3 separate regions of the Mus musculus genome follow, and regions 1 and 3 are each linked to region 2. Evidence: chromatin contacts called from public HiChIP or PLAC-seq data. All regions are on one chromosome and are shown on one strand. Each heading gives the region's core, a stretch centred on a gene start, on an enhancer-like site or on the middle of the called end of the contact. The rest is flanking DNA. Distances are from core to core; before and after follow the strand shown.

Evidence for each region. HiChIP or PLAC-seq counts read pairs in DNA pulled down with a chosen protein or histone mark.
Region 1: a contact with region 2 is called in an H3K4me3 HiChIP or PLAC-seq map of bone marrow-derived macrophages, with 8 times the contacts expected there. The contact joins the enhancer-like site here to the promoter of Papss1 in region 2. A contact is called at or near these places in 4 of 39 promoter capture datasets (the 3T3-L1 cell line, embryonic stem cells, liver and 1 more), 2 of 115 datasets of contacts at active chromatin or transcription factors (bone marrow-derived macrophages and pro-B cells) and 1 of 9 other capture datasets (embryonic stem cells).
Region 3: an H3K27ac HiChIP or PLAC-seq map of thymic regulatory T cells shows a contact between it and region 2, with 5 times the contacts expected there. The contact joins the enhancer-like site here to the promoter of Papss1 in region 2. A contact is called at or near these places in 9 of 39 promoter capture datasets (the 3T3-L1 cell line, 3T3-L1-derived adipocytes, embryonic stem cells and 4 more), 3 of 115 datasets of contacts at active chromatin or transcription factors (astrocytes, bone marrow-derived macrophages and thymic regulatory T cells) and 1 of 9 other capture datasets (macrophages).

The regions. Positions count from the first base shown.
Region 1 is chr3:130,793,569-130,796,360 of GRCm38.p6, forward strand. It overlaps Gm36443 (a long non-coding RNA gene), which reads right to left. Exons shown (of 3, transcript XR_376074.3): 3 at 1-140. Among named protein-coding and RNA genes, the nearest start is that of Gm36443, 9.0 kb to the right of the region's middle. Within about 2 kb of position 1,428, at least 3 of the 459 cell types and tissues checked have an H3K27ac peak or open chromatin away from gene starts, as enhancers often do. A contact at or near this core is called in bone marrow-derived macrophages, where this site is marked.
Region 2 is chr3:131,563,352-131,566,051 of GRCm38.p6, forward strand. It overlaps Papss1 (3'-phosphoadenosine 5'-phosphosulfate synthase 1), which reads left to right and starts at 1,417. Exons shown (of 12, transcript NM_011863.2): 1 at 1,417-1,632. The coding sequence starts at 1,573.
Region 3 is chr3:130,748,081-130,750,780 of GRCm38.p6, forward strand. No RefSeq gene overlaps it. Among named protein-coding and RNA genes, the nearest start is that of Gm43522, 11 kb to the right of the region's middle. Within about 2 kb of position 1,316, at least 13 of the 459 cell types and tissues checked have an H3K27ac peak or open chromatin away from gene starts, as enhancers often do. A contact at or near this core is called in thymic regulatory T cells, where this site is marked.

The sequences.
Region 1 (2,792 bases), core at 178-2,677, 770 kb before region 2:
TCCATCATGACAGCTGACTGTGCTGTGGTCCTAATGGGCTAACATCATGGAGGACCAGCAGATGTGATTAGAGTAGTTGTGCCCTTATTTACCTGACTGCGGGCAAATTAAGCAGAGGACTTGTTTCTCCAGGGTGTTACCTATTGAGTCAGAAAAACAAATACAGAATTTTAGCTTTCACTAACAAAAAATTTTTGTATTAAACATAAGATGGGGAAAATTAAACCATAAACAAATAGGTAGAACCCTTTCCCTCTTTCTTCGCTACCACATAAAGATACTAGGAACTCAGGCTGGGGAAAAGATGTGGGAAGAGCATGAGGTTGGTGTTTCTGGGACTGGGCCCCTGCCCTGACTCTTGGACAGGGTTGGACACTCTGCTCTGAGTTCCCCTGGCCTTTGCTGATTCCTTCTGAGACCTATCTGTATCCCAGAGAAAGAGAGAGGGCACAGTGGGCAGAAGGCATTGAGTGCAAGCCAGGGAGGGCACGGTGGGCGGAAGGCACTGAGTGTACTCCAGGGCAGTCTGAGATCCTTTTGAGGCTTGAAGAATGGAAGATGACTCGCTTTCCTCTGCTTCCTTAAGAAAGGTCCTGGAGGGACGGGGGTGGGGGGGGGGGGGGCGTGGGGTGGGCGGGGTGGGGGGCTGGGGCGTTTGTAGAGAGATGGCTCAGAGGTAAGAGCACTGGCTGCTCTTCCAGAGGTCCCAAGTTCAATTTCCAGCAACCACATGGTGGCTCACAACCATCTGTAATGAGATCTGGCGCCCTCTTCTGGCTTGCAGGCACACACGAAGGCAGACAGAACACTGCATACATAATAAATACATAAGTAACTTTTAAAATATAGGTCTTGGGAATTAGGAAAGCATGGGAGGAGGGGAGAGGGGAGAGGGGAAACGGGAGAGGGGAAGAGGGGTATTGTGGGACTTTCTGGGCCTGGCAGCAATTAAATAATGACAGAGACTTATTAATTTTTACTATAGCTTGAGCCTTTAGCTGGGCAGACTCTCAGCTAGCTCAATCTTAGTTAATCCGACTGTTCTAGCAATGGACCTGCCACGTGGCTAGTTCTTTACCTCTCTACACCTGCTCAAGTCTATCTATCTCTGTGTGGGTTTGCAAATCCCTGGCTCCGATTTCTCCCAAAGACCCTCTTCTCTGCCCATAAGTCCCGCCCTCCATTTCCTGCCTAGCTATTGGCTGTCAGCTCTTTATTAAGCCAATCACGGGGTACTTTGGGCAGGCAAGGAAGGAACAAATATCTACCTATCCTGCCAGCACCTGGAGATGTTGGCACAGCGATTAACAACTGAGAATACTGGGACACACTTTTATTGCCAGCCAATGCAATATGTATGGGGGAAGTTTACTTCAACAGAGAAGTGAGGAAAAAGGAAGGGAGGAGGGGAGGGGAAACTGGTCAGCAAGCTCATTAGAGAGAGTAAGGGGAAAGGAGACAGAAAAGGAGGAAGAGAAATGGATTCCACCCTACCCCACCTTCCGGTTTGAGTTGAGATGATCTACAAATTAGCAAAACAATCCCTAAGACACTGCTTCTCCTCCTGTGGGTCCTGACCCACACAGGGTCACACACCAGATATCCTGCATATTTATTTACATCAGATATTTACACTCCATGACATAGCAAAATTACAGGTATGAAGTAGCAACAAAAATAATTTTATGGTTGGGGGTCACGACAATATGAGGAAAAGGGTCACAGCATCAGGAAGGAAGGTTGAGGACCTCTAAGAGATATGCATGAGGCGAAAGAGAAGGCTGGGCAGATTCCATGACAGACTTCAAATTGACAGTCAAGGAGACTAGGCCTAAAACCTGGGTAAGTCCAGGCATGCCTAGGGAAGTCAATTACTAATAGAAAAAAACCCAGGCTCCAGCCTTCATGCCCAGGTCATGGAATGTCCCAGCCGCCCGGCCTGAAGCAAGGACCATGGGTCAGCAGTAGTTTCCAGACTTCCTGAGCTACTTTTTCAGTAACAGTTCCCAGACCTTCCCAGCAGGTTTCCAGCCCCCACACCTCAGTAATGGGATGTCCCTAGAGACGGACCCAACAGATTTAACACAGAGGTCACCTACCCCAGAATTCCCTGATGTGCTTTAAATCAGGCCTGCAAGCTCACTTGGGCGTCTCTCTTTCTTGGTAATGGGGAGATCCCAGCATGCTGGACTTCTGCAGAATAAAACCCTCCTTGTTTACATACTATCTGAGTTCAGAATGCTATTCTTCAGCAAATCGTGGATCCTTACACTAAAACTGCTTTGTAGGTCTGAGGTGGTAGATTTTTGGCAGTATAGTCCCAGAATATTCCATACTACAGGCTGGCCTATGACAACTTTCACAAGCACCTCTTCTTTAAAAAAATGAAACGAAAACTGTCCGTCCACATTGGAATAATGACCATTCAACCTGCACCTTACAGCACACTTTCTGTTCAAAAGTTCCACCTTTCCCTTTTGATTTCTAAAGAGATACGAACAGGTACTAAACTTGGTGGGATCTGTGGGCCCTTTATTTTGTGCCTGCTGGAATGCCAGCCCTGGGGGGAAGTGGGGGGACGGGACGGGACACGGAAACAGCCCAGCAGAGTGGGTTCCACTGACACACCACACTCTGTTCTCTCCTAGCTTTTACGGCTCCTCTTTGGAGCTGGAGGGAGTTAAGATCTGCTTTGGCCTTCAACAGATGAGTACATCTTCCAATGATGTCCACCTCCAAGTCCAGTTCATGAAATTAGTAAGGATGTCCCCATCTCAACAGATGGCTAATTG
Region 2 (2,700 bases), core at 167-2,666:
TATACTATTAGATTAAGAATCCCCTAGATAGAGCTAAAGGATGGAACACGCCTTGAATCCCAGCACTCAGGAGTGAGAGGCAGGTGGATCTCCGAGTTTGAGGTCAGCCTGGTTTACAGAGTGAATTTCAGGACAGCCAGGGCTATAAAGAGACATCCTGACTCAAGAACACAAAAACAAACAAACCAGAAAGAAAGAAAGAAAGGAAGAAAGGAAGAAAGAAAGAAAGACAAAACAAGCAAGCAATAAAGACATTTTATATATATGGTGGAGGAATAAGATCTGATTTGCATGTTAGAAGTACCTGTCTGACACTATTGAGAACAGAGAGGTTGGCAGAGGAGTGATACTTGTTGTGTGCGTCTCTCTGTGTGCGTGGTGTGTATGTGTGTGTGTGTGTGGTGTGTGGCGCGTGTATCTGTGCAATGACGACTCCTGTTAGACGTGGAGGAGGGAGATTAATTTGAGACTTTGTCAGTGGAGCAAATAGGAACTGACTTGCTAGCAATAGGCTATGCAAGTAAGCCTCAAGTGTTGATTGATATGTGTGTGTGTGTGTGTGTGTGTGTGTGTGTGTGTGTGTGATCACTGGTCGTCATCAGTAGCGGAGTAAGCAGCTAAATTTTGTGAGACTGTGGATGTTTGCAGTTATGGTTATGGTGAGCTTAAAGTTATGGGGATGAGTGCGAAGGGTTATAACTCCTGGAGAAGGCCTCCCCCTCCCAGCCCCATTCTTTTACGAACTGATCATGGACTATATGTGGTTGGAAATGCCCTTTATAGGTGAGCATTCCGCCTTGCGTACCAGGGAACCTGGATTTTAGTCCTCTATGAGTAGCAAGTACTAGAGAAGCCCCTTTGTGGCTAGTCAGCGGCAACAAACACTGCATAGAAATTTCCTGATAGAAAGCGGCTCTCCAAGTGGGAAAGGCGTCACCTTACAAATACTTTCTAATCCTTGATGAGATACAGTTGATGTCAAAAAAACATTGTGCACTGAGTAGGATTGCAAAGCGGTGAGCAACATGTAATGGTGAATTCACTTAAGTAATCCTACTTTTTGCAGGGCTGGGAAACATTTTTTCAAAGTCGGCCTAGTTGACAAGCGCACACATCGAGCCTGTGCAGTGTTTGCGGAAGAAAAGCTAGAGAGCAGCAGGAGCCCACGTCAGCTTCTTCCCCTACCAGCCTCAGCTCTAGGGAGCGTCTCCCACGCCCAGCTCTGCAGGCGTCGCTCCGCCTCGCTCACTGCGCATGCTCAGCATCTGAAGGCTCTCTTCAACAAACCCTCAGACCACGCCCCTCGTCCTGGGTCAAGGCGGAGCTTCAAGCGCCCCTCCTGGTGATTGGATGTTGAGGTCTCGACCCCGCGCCTCCGCTTCGCCCCGCCCTCCACGCTGCTCGGATGCCTAGCTCCAGCCGAGGCGATCACTAGCTGGAGCGCACGTCAGCGCGCGCCTGAGCCCGGGGTGCAGGCCCCGCCCCTTCTCCCTGCTCCGCCCCGCCCCTCGGCCTCTCTCCCACTGCTCGGCCCCGGGGCTCTCAGCAGCAGTGCATCCGCGCTCCGCGGCCATGGAGATTCCTGGGAGTCTGTGCAAGAAAGTCAAGCTGAGCAATAACGCGCAGAACTGGGTGAGTGGTGGCCGCAGGCCGGAGCGCGGGGAGCGTGGGTGGCTGTGGGAACCGCGGGCTGCCCGTGCATCCTGCGGGAGCCGGGGGCGGGGACCCGGGCGGCGGCGGCCGGTGAAGGCGAGTCCAGGCCCGGAGCTGTCCCCTAGGCTGGCGAGGCGGAGGGCTGCGGCGGAGGCAGACGGAGGCGCCTCTGCACGTTCCGGGTGTGCTTGGCCCAGGTTTGGGTCGGTCTCCGAGTCTTTACGTTTCTGAGTTGCAGTGTACTGAGAGAATAACAATGTGGTCATTCATGGATCGGGACTGCAGGACTGAGGTTCTTTGTGTCTCTGTTTTAAATTGGAATGTCGGACACAGACATACTTTTAAAGACTCGATTTCTGGTGACAGTTAGGTGTGGGAAGATTAATAGTTTCTAACATTGAACAGCGAGTGCCAGTTGGCTTCATTGGCCAAGTGCTATGGCTTCAGAGGGTCGTTTACTTCTGTAGTTTATTCATTGGTGGTGGCAGCTAAGATGGTAAGCGCGAAGCTGGAGACCATCCAACTTTGGAGGCTGCAAAGGCCCTGCTTCAGCGTTAGATGGATTTTTTTTTTCTTTTATTCCGCAGGTAACAGGATCATGAAGTTTAATTTAATCTTGTAAATCATCACCTGCCCTTGGTGAGTCAGGAGAAAGTTAAAAAAAAAAACGCTGTTTCAGGCTAGTGTTCTTTTGAAGTCATTGATTTGCCACGTCTGCTGTCAGATTCAAGAATTCTCACTGTCTTCTTTCATCCTTTACCTTAACTTCTTAGAAGGTGAGAGGGATGTGAGATAAAAGGGAGATTAGGAGGTTGGAAGGGACAGACTCCTGGCGTGGGCTCCAGTCCCCCGCCTTGCTGTTTGTAAGTTGGGTGATCTTGAGGACAGTCACTCCACTCTGAATCTCAGGTGACTGGAGGGTGTAACAGTGTGTCCTTCTCAGGATTGTCTTTCTGAGTAGAGAAGATAACGAAGGTGAAAGAGCAACGAAACCATTGCTCTGAAACTCCGATTCAGCATCACTATTGTTGCTAACAGGATTTTACG
Region 3 (2,700 bases), core at 66-2,565, 820 kb before region 2:
TTGTGTGTGTGTGTGTGTGTGTGTGTGTGTATTGTATGTGGCCCAAAGGAAAATCAGGCACCATCAATCTTTTTTTCCTTCCTTCCTTCCTTCCTTCCTTCCTTCCTTCCTTCCTTCCTTCCTTCCTTCCTTCCTCCCTCCTTCCTTCCTTCCATCCATTTGTTTTTAGCTTTTGTTTTGTTTTGTTTTGTCTTTAAACAGGTCTCTGTGTAGCTCTGGCCGGCCTTATACTTACTTTGTAGACCAGACTGGCTTTGAATACAATGGAGATCTTCCTGCCTCTGCCTCCTGAGTGCAGGGATTAAAGGTACATGCTACCACACCCAGCCTCCATCAGTCTTATTGTGAGACAAGGTCTCTCATAGGCTAGTGCTTGAGAAGCATGCTAGGCTGGGTGGTTAAGGAGTCCCAGCATCCTCCTGCCTCCACCTGCCAGCACTGGGTTCAGAAGCACGCCACTAAGCTTACCGTTTTCTTTCTTCTTTCTATAATATGGGGCTCAAATTCAAAGTAATTTACCATCAGAGCCATCTCCATAGCCTACTTGTTAAGTCAAACCTAATGATTAAAAATTTTAATTTCTATTCAAGCCATTATTCAAGCATTCTGTTTTTCAACATCAAGGGTTTTTTGTTTGTTTGTTTGGTTGGTTGGTCTTTTGGCTTTCTTGTTTTGTTTTTTTATTTTTTCAAGACAGGGTTTCTCTATGCAGCCTTGGCTGTCCTGGAACTTACTCAGTAGACCAGGCTGGCCTCAAACTCAGAAATCCACCTGCCTCTGACTCCCAAGTGCTGGGATTAAAGGCATGCGCCACCACTACCCAGCTCAACATTAAATTAAAAAAAAAAAAATTAACATTGGAGGAGAACAAGATGTCCAACAAAATTCAACAAATGCTAGGAGATAAGAGAAGCTCTGATTGGTAGCAGTATACAAAACACACAAAACCAGACTTTCCCCTTCTGAGGGCCATGGTCACATTTCAATCATCTAGACAGGGACCCACCAGCAGCCCTGCCAATCTGTGTTTGAGTCACACATGTCCACCTCAGGTAAATAAGATAAATAACATAAGTGACTTCTTATCCTAAGACTAACCTTAAAGAAAGCATAATATTTATTCTTTTCTTTACATACAGTTTTTGTCAGTGATAAAACAACAAAGGAAAAGGTTTTCTTTGCTTGTGAATGCAGAGCCACCTTGTAATATCCTTTTCTGGTTTCTGGCTTTAACCTTTTTAGTGTCATAGCTTCAACAACAAAGGCACAGCGCTCTTTCACCTTTCCATCTGTTAGACACACTTTCTCTTCATGTGAGAGTTTGTTTCCTTGTTCATTTCCTGCCGATGACTTTGTCACCATCAAGCAGCTCCTACCTAGGGGCTTTACCGTGGCACTTTCCAAGCACAGTGGATATGATAAACCCAAAGAGTCTTTAGTGGACCCCACTGCTCTGAGCTCACACCTGCTGTTAGACACAGCCAAAGGGGTGGCCTCAAACTTACTTGGAGAGAGTGACCAGCCCCAGAGATGTCTGCAAGAAGAACAGCAGAAGCCTGGTAGCTGGTTATGTCTGGGGGAGAAAGAGGACACTCAGACCTGTTTTCCAAGATCCTGCAAATACAAACTCATGAAGGCCATAGCATAGAACAGGCTGAGGACATCTGGAAAAGTGCTGAGGGCAGACCCAGTCAGGGTCTCTCAACTCGGGGAGAATCGGGGTTCCGGGATTCAGGTGAGCAAGGAGTTGGCGAGTGACAGACATGAACACAAGAGAGTGCTGAGTCTGAGTGTAATTTCTCAAAGCAAGCATCAGACTTATATAGTCATTACAGAAGAAAACAAGGATGTTAGATAATACATCAGCCAAGATACATTGAGATCATCCGATGCATAATGGCTCTTTAAACAAAACAGAAAAATGCATATATGAAAACTGGCAGGAACCAGGCAGTGTTTACAACTAAGATAAAAATCAGCCCTGTCTAAAGTCAGCTTATTTTTAGAAGCCAGGGGCAAGGGCTTCATGCCCTAGCCATAGTTTCAATTCTAGTCTCTTGTATAACCCACCACTAGCTAGTCCTTAGCAAACACCTATATTATTTTTCTGGACTTGTGAAAGTATGTACCAGTGAGGTCCTGTTCTTGCTAGCCTTTTTGTGAATTATACAAAATTCTAGTTTTCTTCTTAAACTACAACCCTCCTTCTTCCTAGGCCATTGTAAATTCCTGTAATGGGAGTGACTAGGTTGTTATTCTAAGTATTTGTGGGGAACCTCCATTTATCAGAGGAGCCCAGCAACTTTCTTCTATTATGTAATGTAGTCTGCCATACATGACTATAATGAGAATTCCAAGTTTACTTTGTTGAACTTGTCCTGAAATTTCTAACTCTTATCCAGTAAACTGCAACGCCTGACTTCTTTCACTATCTCTCTTTGAACACTGGAGGCATTTCGTCTGAATAAGCAACATTCTTACGAAATTCAAAGCCCAGGGTTAGCTCAACGATTGACAAGGATGTTGGGACACCGATGGAGGCCAGGAAACAATGTCCAATCTAACTTGGCTATTTGTCAATCATTTCTTGGGGGCACCTTTAATAAAACAATACTGAAAGAAAGCACACAAAACCCTCCACTGACTATTGCAAGGACAAATCTGGACCACATGCCTGTTATGGGACACCAAGGACCTCCT